Regions from separate parts of the Mus musculus genome. Here region 2 is linked to region 1. A link is a contact called in public HiChIP or PLAC-seq data. All regions are on one chromosome and are shown on one strand. Each heading gives the region's core, a stretch centred on a gene start, on an enhancer-like site or on the middle of the called end of the contact. The rest is flanking DNA. Distances are from core to core; before and after follow the strand shown.

The links. HiChIP or PLAC-seq counts read pairs in DNA pulled down with a chosen protein or histone mark.
Region 2: a contact with region 1 is called in an H3K27ac HiChIP or PLAC-seq map of embryonic stem cells, with 5 times the contacts expected there. The contact joins the enhancer-like site here to the promoter of Etfa in region 1. A contact is called at or near these places in 2 of 39 promoter capture datasets (the C10 cell line and cranial neural crest), 8 of 115 datasets of contacts at active chromatin or transcription factors (the 230-238 cell line, embryonic stem cells, large pre-B cells and 2 more) and 1 of 9 other capture datasets (pancreatic islet).

The regions. Positions count from the first base shown.
Region 1 is chr9:55,507,608-55,514,262 of GRCm38.p6, reverse strand. It overlaps Etfa (electron transferring flavoprotein, alpha polypeptide), which reads left to right and starts at 2,020. Exons shown (of 12, transcript NM_145615.4): 1 at 2,020-2,232. The coding sequence starts at 2,194.
Region 2 is chr9:55,896,205-55,902,212 of GRCm38.p6, reverse strand. The region is part of intron 6 of Scaper (S phase cyclin A-associated protein in the ER); the gene reads left to right. Among named protein-coding and RNA genes, the nearest start is that of Scaper, 39 kb to the left of the region's middle. Within about 2 kb of position 1,387, at least 6 of the 459 cell types and tissues checked have an H3K27ac peak or open chromatin away from gene starts, as enhancers often do. A contact at or near this core is called in embryonic stem cells, where this site is marked.

The DNA.
Region 1 (6,655 bases), core at 771-3,270:
GGAAGAGAAGCCCATGAGCTGAAGAAGTTTAGGGGACAGAGTCGGATGAGAAGGGCTGAGAGGGGCCACAGTTACCGAGTGAGTCTGCAGGCCAGCAGACACTTTGGCATGCTAACGGGTACCACGTTAGCCATTTGTCCTGACTGTCTTTTGGACCTGATTACTCCTATTGAGCTACAGCGATCATCTAGGAGCTCTGGGCACTTGTGTGCAGGAAGGAAAGCTACCATCTTGACCAATAGTGATCTAAGAGGCACTGGATGCAGCTCGGCAACCCTGGCTTGAGAAAGGCCTGGTGGCCAGAGACTCGTGTCCTCAGTCCTCAAGGCACCGGCTGAGCTCAAGTTCAGTGGGGATCCTAGCATAGAGAAGAGACAAAGAGCAGCCAGAGCTGCAGACTGTCCGTCCCACCAGGAGTCCTGGAGGAGCTGTGCCTAAGTGAGTCAGACTTCAAGGACTAGCTGAAGGCAATTCTCCCCCTTCTTTTGTTCTTTGTACAATTATTTCTACAAATAGCAAGCAGCCATATATAGGCTAGCTAATAGAAACCATCTTCTGCCTCCAAAATGTCTATAACTCAGTGGGAAAGAAGAGCATCCAAACACCTAGAGGGAACACTTTCATAACATCAGTCCTTCAGACGCACATTTGTCTGGTACTTGACATACATGTAAATGTAGAAACATATCTAATTGTACCCTCCCTCCAGAAGTTCTTCAAGGACACTCTTCTGTCTTCCAAATGAGTATGGTGATTTGTTACAGATCTGGGCCATTTTCTGTGTTTTACTTTGTACCGGCTCTGCTCTGCCCATAACCATCATGCCCTGTGGGCACTGTGCCTCTACAGGGCATGGCTGCTGCTGCTTCGCTGGAGCCTAGGATGTGCCCGAGACATCTCATGGCAGGAGGGAGGATTCTCTCCTCTTTGGTGTTTTGCCTTATCATGGAGGCAGGAAGGAGGTAGTTCATATCTCATTTAAAAAATTTTTTAAATAAAAATACTCCTTTTGATTTTTACTTACTCTTCTTTCTTTTTTCAATAGGACTTAGATTTGAGTCTAGTGGGGTAGTTCTATTGGAAGAAGAAAGTGATGGTAAACAGAATACTAGTTGTCCCTCCCACGAACAGCTTAGGTGGGCACAGTCCCAGTCCTCCACAAGCGTGGTCTTGTATAAGATGGGTTCTCACTCGGTTCACAAAACTAAGAGAGTAAAGAAGAGAAATATTCACTGTAGGGGACTAGAGATTATTGTGAAGAAATACTATTGTGGGCTAGCTCTTAAAGGTGCAATTCACTCCTGAGAGGGCTTGAGTTCTGGGACATCCTGAGCAGCCCAGAAGGCAGGTAGATTGGTCGGTCCAAAGAGCAAGAGAGATTTTAACAGCCACAGGCACTGATGCCAGAGGATAGAAGTGAGTCTGACTAAGGGCAGAGAAGAGTATGGAGAAGATCTGGGTGGACCTCAAACCTGGCCCTAGGCTGCTGGGGTGGTTCATCTCCATCCCATTCTGCCTCCTTCTGTGTAGTTTGTACGATCTCCATTTCCTTCTAGAATCCAGCTCAAATATCGCCAACTCAATAGACCCTTCCCAGGAAGTAGCAAATAAATTATTTATATTATTTATTAATAACTTTTTGTTTTGTTTTGTTTTGAGTCTCCTAAGGTCCCCAGGACTGACACCTAATTAATGCACGTTTACAATTCTCCTCACCTGCGACTATTTGGTTGGCACATTACACGTGCAGCGCTGACACTGGGCGTAAATGAGAGTGGAAAAGGACTGGAGTGAGGGGGTTCCCTTCGCGGGTGGAAAGAAAGCTGCGTACAACAGGGCAGTTAGTCCAGACAACGTTACCAACGAAAGTCCGAGACCGTCAGGGAACAGAGCCAAGCAACTGGAGGGCGTGGCGCGCATGCCAGCGTCTCGGCGCACACCCTTACCTTTGCCCTACTCCCAAGTCCCGCCTCTAACTTTCCGCTTTCCTCATTGGCTGCGTGGCTGCCCAATGGGCTCCCGGGAAGCGCGAGCCCCCGCAGTCCAGGACTAAGCTGTCAGCTCTCGTGCTCGCATCTCGCGAGCGTTCGGGTCTCTGGTAGAGGAGGCGGCGGCGGTGGCGGCGGCGGTGGTTCCCGCGCGCTCCGGGTCTCTGAGGCTGAGGGTACTGCGGGGCTGACTAGAACAGAGACAATGTTTCGAGCAGCGGCGCCTGGGCAGCTCCGGCGGGCGGTGAGTCCGGACAGGGAGGGCCGAGCAGGTGACGTCCGAGCCGCAGCCTGCTGACCCTGTCAGGCGAAGGTCACGGGCTCCCTCGACTCCCACCGTCCGCGTAGACAGTCGGTGCAGTGCCCGGGACGCGGGTCAAAGTTCTGGAGCCTTCGCCCTTGACCTCTTCCGGGTCACGCTGCCCCAACCCGGGTTCCCACGGCCCTGACTCTCGCGGGGCACTCTGGGGCTACTAGGTTCTCTCGCCTGGAGGGGAGCTGCGTCCCCCCAAAGGGGCCAGATGCCGCCGCGGAACCTCTTGGGGAAGAGTTCGAAACCTAGGCCTCCTGTGGCTGCCCTGGACGCCCACTGCCAAGGGCAGGGGCGGAGTGCTCTGCGGCTGGGCTGGTGAGACCGGGCTGAGTGGAGGAGGGGCTGGGACGTACCCGCCTGGGATCCAGTCCTGAGAAGTCGCAGACTGATGTTGCCTCAGTAGCCTTGGAAACTTGGTAGTGGGGACTTTTTCCGTGGTGACAAAGTTTACCATTTGTCTGTTTTTCGAGGACTTGAAAAAACAAAACAAAACTTTTTTTTTCTTTCTTGTCGGGGTGCTGTAAGGGAATAGCAGTTGAAGGCTGACCAGTTCCAAGGCAATAATTTAAGGAGCTTGTAGATTTTTCTAATTTACATTAAGATTGCTAGAGAAGCAATATCAGCAGCCTTGGCCTGCAAGTTATGCAGACGTTTTGTAACTTTTATACGTACTTTTTATTTTAGTGCCTTTTACCCCAATCACCACTGAGATTTTTTTCTGTCTGGGATACAACTTATGGGCTTCTTGGAAGTTTGAAGACTCCCCCCCCCCCACTTTGAATGTTGCCACTCCTTGTTAAAAAAAAAGTTAAAACACATCGTTCAGGATCCTAGCCCATCTTTCTCCCACGAGATTTTTTTAACCTCCTTTCTATAATAAAAGAATCAGTAAGCAAGTGAAGGCCATGGCTTTTGGGGGGGAGGGGCGGTTTCCAAGCAGCAGTACCTGACTTGAAGATCTATACAGAACTTGCGAAGCAATTTTGTGCATAGGTTTTATGCTCGGCCTAATTGTGGTAAGGAGAATTTAGAATTTGGTGATTTTGTAGAACTAGTCGGGGGAAAGTCCAAGTACCCAGTATTTATACATAGGCAGCATTGCCAAACCTTTGTTGTGATTTGCCAAGAATTGTGACCTTGGCCTATTTTTAAAATTAGAAGTCAAGGGTAGTAGAGTACTGTCTCTAAAGTCATTAATATTTTTTTTAAGATTTGAATGCAGCCGGGCGTGGTGGCACATGCCTTTAATCCCAGTACTCGGGAGGCAGAGGCAGGCGGATTTCTGAGTTTGAGGCCAGCCTGGTCTACAGAGTGAGTTCCAGGACAGCCAGGGATACACAGAGAAACCCTGTCTCGAAAAAAAACAACAACAACAACAAAAAAAAACCAACCAAACAAACAAACAAAAAAAGATTTGAACTGCAAGCACGAAACAAATGGTGTGAATATACTCAAATAGACCCACACACACATATTCTATCTTCTTAAAATTTAAAGTAATTACAAGTTTACAGAAAAGTGGCCAAAAAAAAAAAAAAAAAAAACACCAAAAAACCCCAACCTCACCATTTCCCAGAACCCTTCCTCGAATTTCACAGTGCGTTAACAGTTGACACATGTTTCATCTCTCAGTGTACACCCATTATAGTACAACAAAAACAGACAAATCACTGATTGACAGCACGAACACATACCCGAGGTAGCCCAGTTCCTCTGGTTTTCATGCTGATTTAGTCTTTATTAGAAAAGTTCCTCAGCCTTTCAATTTGACATTGGCATTTTTATGGGGCACAGGCCTTGTGTAGGCCTTGTGTTTTGTAGACTGTCACCCAATTTATGTCTGCCTGACATTTCCCTCATGACTGCATCCTGTGTATCCTATATTGTTGTCAGGAATCTCAGAAGTGATTTGGGCTCTCAGTGCATTGTATGAGGTGGCACACAACACTGTATGTCCCACTAGTAAAGATCTTAACTTAGGTTACTTAGGTAATAAATTGTTTGCCAGGTTTCCCCAATGTTAAGTAAATACCCTCTGTGTAATTTGTAACTAACCCCAAAGATAGAGTGAGACTCTGTAAAGCTGGTTCTCACAGACTTTCACATACTAGTTTTAACACATGATTGAGAAATAACAGACGATGCTATAAAGCCAAAATGGTTTATCTCAAATCTCTGCTCTTTTTTTTTTTTTTTTGCATGTTTATGTTTGTGATGTATTTGTGTTTGCAGTGTGTAGGTGCAGGTGTGTGTATGAGTGTGTGAAGCATGCAGGAGTTGAGTATTCTAGCTGTTGAAGTTGCCCTTAAGTCAGGGATTTCAGGCAGCCAATAGATCTGCTTTAAAAAAAAAAAAAAAAAGAAAAAACATGGGTTCTGAAGATTCAAACTTTTTTCCTCACACTCGGCTGGGCAAGTGCTTTATCCACTGAGCGCTCTCTCCAGCTTGTACTCTTAAATTAAAAACAAACAACCAACCCCAAAACCTCTGTAGCTATGATTTCTTTAAAAAACAAACAAACAAACAAACAGACCCAAGACATGTTTTTACTAATGACATTTTTACTACCCAAGCCATTCCAGTTTCAGCTGATCTGTGTCACTGAGCAATGTCCTTCTGGAGGAAATCTTCAAAGTCATCTGAACGAAGGTGCTTTTGTTTATTTTGTCTTTTGGAGATAAGGTCTTGTCTAGACTTGGCTGGCCTAAGACTTATAGTAATCCTCCTGTCTCTGTGTATCAAATATTGGTAGTATAGTCACTCTGTTAGGACACCCATCAGTGAAGGCATGTCTACCAAGTTATACAGCTAGAGAGTGCACTCAAAGAAAATAGTCTAGAATTTGCAGTTGGTATTCTTTTTTTTTGTTTTGTTTTGTTTTTTTGTTTTTTCGAGACAGGGTTTCTCTGTATTCTTGCTGAGTTATTGTATGAGTTATTATTAATTTGTTTTTAAAATTTTTTGTCGGTTAGTAAGAGCCTAAAAATTTTTTTATGTAGTAAGTGAAGCAATACTTTCAGGTCATTTGAGTGCTCTTGTTTCTGTGTTCATTGGCAGACAGGACGGAGCATCTGTCATGACTGAGAGCTGTGAACTATTAAGGACAGGACATTTTTCAGAACCCATTGTTGAACATTGATGAATGATAATGAACTCTATGATTCACATGCAAATTTAAATTTCATTTTGAAAGAAGGGAGCCGATTTTTGTGTGATTCTGAAACAAAATTTATTGCATAAAGTGATTTCATTAAAATTAATGCTGTCTGCCAATGTGTCTACTAAGAGTCTTGTCTGTTTTTAAAATGAAGTAAATTGACTGTTTTTAATATTATAATCAATGTCATATGACATTTCTAGTCATGGTTGAAAGCTTCTATGTTTTATTACTAAAGAGGTTAAAGCAGTTTAAGTACAGAAATGTAATCTACATTTTATTATGACAAAATGTATGTTAAGTAGGGATAGAAGACTTTAAGTATGTATTTAATCCCTTTACATAGTATTTGGCAATGTTTTTTAGTTAAGAAGGAAAAACAAAACAAAGTCTCACTCCCTTCCCCCACCCCTCTGTACCTGCTCCCTGTGTCCTCATTCCATTTACTTTCTTAAAGGTGGTTGGGAAGAAATAGGTTAGTGCAGCTTTTACTACTCTAGACTATGAGGGGGTTTGCCAGGGTGCTAGAACTCAGAGTTGCAGTGATGAGAATGCTAAGAAACTCACTGTAAACAAAATAGTGTCAGTAGTGTTGAGTTTGAGTAGGAGAAGGGCCAGGATGTGTGCACTGGACTAGCTCATCGAGAGTGTTTGTGACCAAAGAGATTGGCTTAGTGCCGTGGAAGAGATGGAAGCCAGCTTGCTGTGAGTAAAGGAGGAAAAGGCAAGCTAGTAGGGGGATCTGTGGATGATAAGTTTGGCTCTCAGAGGGTATAGGGAGGGTGATGATCTCTTTAAACCCTGCACTCAAGAAGTATGCTACTCAGTAACAGACCAGTCAGCTTTATACAGGCAAATGGCTGGAAAGCGAAAGAAAAGAAAGAAAGAAATACATTTTACTGTTTGGAACTAAGTGTAGTCAGTATCTAGATAGATTCTCAAGAAGCATGGTGGGTTATCTATGTCAGTGACTTAGCAAGTTATATACTGCCTTGTGATGACCAATTGGATTGTCAACTTGATTGGATTAGGGAGCCCAGTGTAGTAACACTAGTCTGTAATCCCAGCACTCAGGAGTCAGGGGCACAGTGATCTTTTGAGCTGGAGGTCAGCCTTGTCTATATATTGAATTCCAGGCCATTGGGGCTATATATTGAGACCCTGTCTTTAAAAAACAAAGCAACACCCATGTAGCCA
Region 2 (6,008 bases), core at 138-2,637, 390 kb before region 1:
TTTGGCACCAAGTACTTCCTATCTTTGAAAGGAAATAAACAATACTTCTCTGTTCAGAAGTCTTGTAAAGAAGAATATACCTTTTATGGCTATTCAGGGTGGCACTTTATTTCATTTGTAAATAACTTGACAAATTTATTAATACTGGGTCTGTTTTATGAAATGTATCTCTATACACACTTTTAAGATATTTGCTATGGATTCTACAAAGTTAATTTAAACTTAGATATGGAAAAAAAATCTTGCATTTTTAAATACTGCCCGAGCCTATTGAAAAGTCTTTACAGTAAACAGAGACTGGTGATTTTAAAAAGATTTTTAAAAACGTTTTTATGTTCCTGTATGTCTGTCTGCATGTACATTGTGCAACATATGCATGTCTGGTGCTGATAAAGGCAGAAGAGGCCTTGGGTTTCTTGGAACTGGAGTTACAAATGGTTGTGAGCAGCCATGTGGGTGTTGGTAGCTGAATTCTAGTCCTCCGAAGAACAGTAATTACTCTTACCTGGTGAGCCATCTCTAGAGCTTTGTGACTGACATTTCTTATAGGGAGAATGTTGTAGGATAGTAAAATGGATATAATTTATATTTCTTTGCCTTATTATTTAAATGACAGCTTTGGCTGGTGAAATGATATTTACATATTTAGTTATACTTTATTAGCTTCTTTACAGGGGAATGGAGTATAGTTAGTGACCTATGCTTTACATTCATTTCTTATACAAAGTAAAATTTGAGATTTAGATGCATAATGAACTTATTGCAAAAGATTAGTTTTGTGAGATGTATAGAATATATTGTCAAAGTAGTGTAAGTGTGGGTTACCTAAAGAAGAAAACTAGGGCCTGGGGAGATGGCTGAGAGAGTAAGTGTGCAAACCCAGGGACCTAAGTTACCATTGCCAGCATCCATATAGAAAGTGAGACTTAGCAGCATGCATTTGTAATCCCAGTGCTGGGCAGCAGAGGCAAGAGGGCCCCTGGTTCCTGCTGGCCAGCCCATGTAGCCAGTCAGTGAGCTCTAGCCCCAGTGAGAGATCCTGCATCAAAACATAAGATGAAGTGAGCTGGGGAGATGGCTTAGTGGGTAAGAGCATGTCTTAGTTACTGTTCTATTGCTGTGAAGATACACCATGACTAAGGCAACCTATAAAATAAATCACTAATTGGGAACTTGTTTATATATTAAGTCTATCCATGATTGTCATGGCAGCAGATAGGCAGGCATGGTGCTAGAGCAGTAACATAGAACTTTCATGAGATCTCCACAAAGAGGAGACAGAGAGAGGGAGGGAGGGAGTGATGGGAGTGGGGGGAGAGGGTAGAGACAGAGAGAGACAGACAGACTGGGCCTATTATGGACTTTTGAAACTGCAAAGCCCACTCCCACCTACACTTCCTCCAAAGCCATACCTCCTAGTCCTTCCCAAACAGTCCACCAATTGGGAAAGAAACATTCAAATATGTTGCCCCCCCCCCCCCCCCCCCCCCCGCCGCCGAAGTATTCTCATTCAAATCACCACAGAGAGCTTTCTTTTCAAGCAGGAGGAACTAAATTTGAATCCCAAGCACCTGGGCATGGCTAGGCATAGTTGTAACCCCGGTATTGATAGGCAAAGAGAGGCATCCCCTGAAAGGTTACTGGTTAGTTATCCTAGCTGAAACAGTGAGCTTCTAGGTTAGCTTTTTTTTTTTTTTTTTTTTTTTTTGGGGGGGGGGGTGTTTTTCTAGGTTAGCAAGGTACTTAATTTGTATTTATATGTATACATGTATTTGTATACCCACACATGCATGTGGACATACATACAAACATAAAAGAGGAAACCTAGAGTGTAATAATGGTAATGTGGTCAGAGAACATAGATGGTATATTCATCCATGCTAAGTTGGCTTTAAAATGTTTTCATCCTATTCAGTGAATTTAGTATTTGTTTTTGGAAGTACAAAGGGAGATTTTGATCAGTAGGAGATACAGTAGTAAGGCTTTTTTGTTGTTTTTGTTTTTGTTTTGTTTTGTTTTTGTTTTGCTTTCCTCACTTCTGTCTTCTTGCCCAACCAGGAGACACTGCTAAACTAAAGCTGCAATTTCTGTGGTTACATCATCTTGCCTCCTGTCTCATTTGCCTTTGTACCAAGCACATAAGAAATGATGGTAAAATTTTAAGTACTAAGTAATTAAAAAAGTTAACTATTTTTTGAGTCAGGAGTTTCTTTTTCTTTTTTTTTTTTTTTTTGGATCGGTTCTCTCCTATTTAAAACGTTTTTTAATTGAAATACAATTACATCACTTTCTTCCTCACTTTCCTCCCTCCAGCCCCTTCTGTGACGCCCTGTCTTGAGTTGATAGCTTCCTTTTCTTTATTATTGTTACTTGTGTGTGTGTATGTGTGTGAGTGTATATATAGTTACATGTGTGTGTATGTGAGTGTGTATATAGTTACGTGTGTGTGTGTGTGTGTGTGTGTGGTTTTAGGGCTGACCACTCTGCATTAGACAAACAGTAAAGTGACTCATCCCTGGGGGAGAGGATAACTCTCCTTCTCCAACAGTCTTTTGTTGCCTATAGCTCCTTGTCTAGGGGTGCTGGAACTACTACTATGGTAACATGCCCATTGTTACTGCTGTTGTTCTAGTTAATACATCAGTTTCTAGGAGAGACTGTTTGACAGCATAATTCCTAGCATTCTGGCTCCTACAGTCTTTCTGCCATTTTCCTTCAGCCGTAGATGCAGTAGCTATGATATAGATGTATCTCTTGAGGCTGTCCTCTCAGTGATCTAGTGACCTCTGCACTGGTCCACGTATGGTTTTTGGTTTTGTTTTTGTTTTTTTTGAGATTGTCTTCCTTTGCTGTAAAGAAAGGCTTCTTTGATGAGGCTTGTTATTGATATAGTGATAAGATTCAGAACAATGGTTCTCAACTTGTGAGTCATTATCCCTTTGGGGCTCTTATATCAAATATCCTGCATCTCAGATATTTACATTATAACTCATAAAGTAACAAAATTACAGTTATTATGTAGCAATGAAGTAATTTTATTGTTAGGGGTCACCACAACATGAAGATCTGTATGAAAGGGTCGGAGCATTAAGAAGGTTGAGACCCTCTAGTTTAGAGTCTAACACTTTTAGGCTCACAGCAAAAGTTAGAGGACAGGTCAGAAGCATATACTTCCTGCCCTGGTAATCTATACAACATAGTAAGTTATTTCTAATAATTCTGAGTTTTCACTAGTAGACAAAATTCTTAAAAAATGAAAAGAAAAAAGAAAAAAAGCAGAAAAATCAAGTTTTGATATATGAAAAGGTTTAACAGAGATAGATAATTGGTGATTTATCTACAGGTAGTTCATAAGAACTGGCTGTTTTCCAAGATCACTAACCATATTTTGAAGTCCTCTATTATGAAGAGCTTCATTTGGGGTAAGGGACATGACTCTCCTCAGACAGAATGTTTGCATTTTTTTCTGCACACTGTTATTCTTTTTGAGATTCTCCTGAGATATATACTGACAAAAGCAATTTCTACTAAATTTACTCGTCTTCTATGGCATGGTTCAGTGTTGTTTTGGATACTTTTAAGTACATTCTCATGCAGAAACAACACTGGTCATGGAATAGTACCAACAGGACATTGGTTTTTGCCTCTGTGCACATGTGTTATTTTTGAACCAGTGAGAAAGCCCCTTTTTCTTTGGGCAAGTGTAGCTTAACTAATTAAGTGCTCCTAGAATATCATCAGTTGCAAGGAGTGCTGTACACAGACGACTATGCATTTTAAACTGTTTGTTTTTGTTGCTGTTGTTAATATGTCACATGAGCTGTCTCTTCCTCAGAGTTCTACTTATTCCCCACCCCCTTATTTGCATAATCTTTTGAAAATGAGAGTTATAATTTTTCAAGGGTTTAGGTTTTAGGATTTCAACATTTGGTATTTTAATTCCTACGGAATATTATATTTAGGATTGCATCTTTCAGAAGTAGGATCAGTATTAAGAACTGACTTTTTAAAAATATTTTCTTTATTTATATTTCAAATGTTATCGCTTTCCTAGTTTCCCCTCTGAAAATCCCCTATCCTTTCTCCCCTCCCCCCTCTCCCTACTCCCCAACCCACCCACTTCCACTCTGGCCCTGGCCTTCCCCTCTACTGGGGCATAGAACCTTCACCGGACCAAGGGCCTCTCCTCCCACTGATGACCAACTAGACCATTCTCTGCCACATATGCAGCTAGAGCCATGAGTCCCACCATGTGTTTTCTTTGATTGGTGGTTTAGTTCCAGGGAGCTCTGGGGGTACTGGTTAATTCATATTGTTCCTCCTATGGGGCTGCAAACTCCTTCAGCTCCTTGGGTACTTTCTCTAGCTCTTTCATTAGGGTCTCTGTGCTCAGTCCAATGGATGGCAGTGAGCATCCACTTCTGTATTTATCAGGCACTGGCAGAGCCTCTCAGGGGGCAGCTGTATCAGGCTCCTGTCAGCAAGCTCTTGTTGGTATCCGCAATAGTATCTGGGTTTGGTGGTTGTATATGGGATTGATCTGCAGATGGGGCAGTCTCTGGATGGTCATTCCTTCCATCTCTGCCCCAAATTTTAAGAACTGACATCTTAAGACTATTAATTCTTCCTTGTTCACAAAAATAGAAAAGCTCCATCCCCTTTTTTAAACATTTTAAATTTGCATTCTGTTACTTTTCTTATAGGTCTTTATGTATTTTATTGGATTTGTATCTATAAATATCCCATAGTTTTTGGATCTAACTGAAATAGTATTATTTATTTATTTATTTATTTATACTTATATTTGTCATGAATACATTTGTTATATACTTACGCTTTGCTACTCATTATGAAATGATTTTTACAGATAAGCCAACTAATAGTCACCACCTTATTGTTTATTTTGTGTGTATTTGTAGTAATAACATCAAAATCTATTTAATTTTTAGTATATAATGCAGTACTTTTAGCTTATACTCTTCATGCTTTACAGTAGACCACACACACACACAATCTTTTGTCCTATAGTCTACCCATGTCCTCTCCGCTTCTTGTCCATGGTAACCTTAATTCTGTTTCTGTGTATTGTGCTAGTTTTCCTCTACACAATATACTGCTTTCTCCTTTCATTTAGCTTATTTTGCTTAGCATAATGCCTTTTAGGTTATTCTATGTTGTTGTGAATTTAATGTTTTTAGTTGTTAGAACTTGTAACATATGCTTATGAACACTTTTACTTTCACATAATAATATTCTAGTTTATAGTAGTCCTTAATTCGTCCTCATATATCACTTTGTTTTAATACATAATAGCACATAGGAAGAGGCTGGAGAGATGGCTCAGTGATTAAGAGTACTGGCTGCTCTTCCAGAGGACCTGAGTTCAAATCCCAAAATCTCTATGAGGGCTAATAACTAACTCCAGTTCCAGGTATTCCAATGTCCTCTTCGATCCTCTGTGGGTACCATTCACACCTGTAATGCACAAACATGTATGCAGGCAAAACACCCATACATACATCATAATAAATAAAAAAATAATAATCTTTTGAAAAGAACACATAAGTATACTTTATAGAATAAAATGTTGATTTTTTTTTATTTAAAAAAAACTATAAGAATTTCTTTTTGCTTTTAGTTCTTTGAGATATTATACCTTTCTTTATGTACAAATGTGCATTTGACTAATATTACTTTCTTTGTAAAGACTTAGGTTGCTTGTGTGTGTGTTTTAAAATTTCTAATAGCAGGTCTATTTAAATAAAAATTTCTAGACAGATAGAATGTGTAATTAAAGCCAGTGCTCCCACTGAAGATAAGAGTCTAGCTGAATTGTAGCAAATTTTCAGAAAGCTTTAGAGTAGTGAAAGATTCTTAAGAACTAAGCAGTTATATGGGGCTTGACCCAGAAAATAGGTAACTCAGGAGAACATTTCAGAATAATTTATTTGTTAAAGAAGATATTGTGGTAGAAATTAGAAATAAAAATGTGAATTACTAAAAACAAT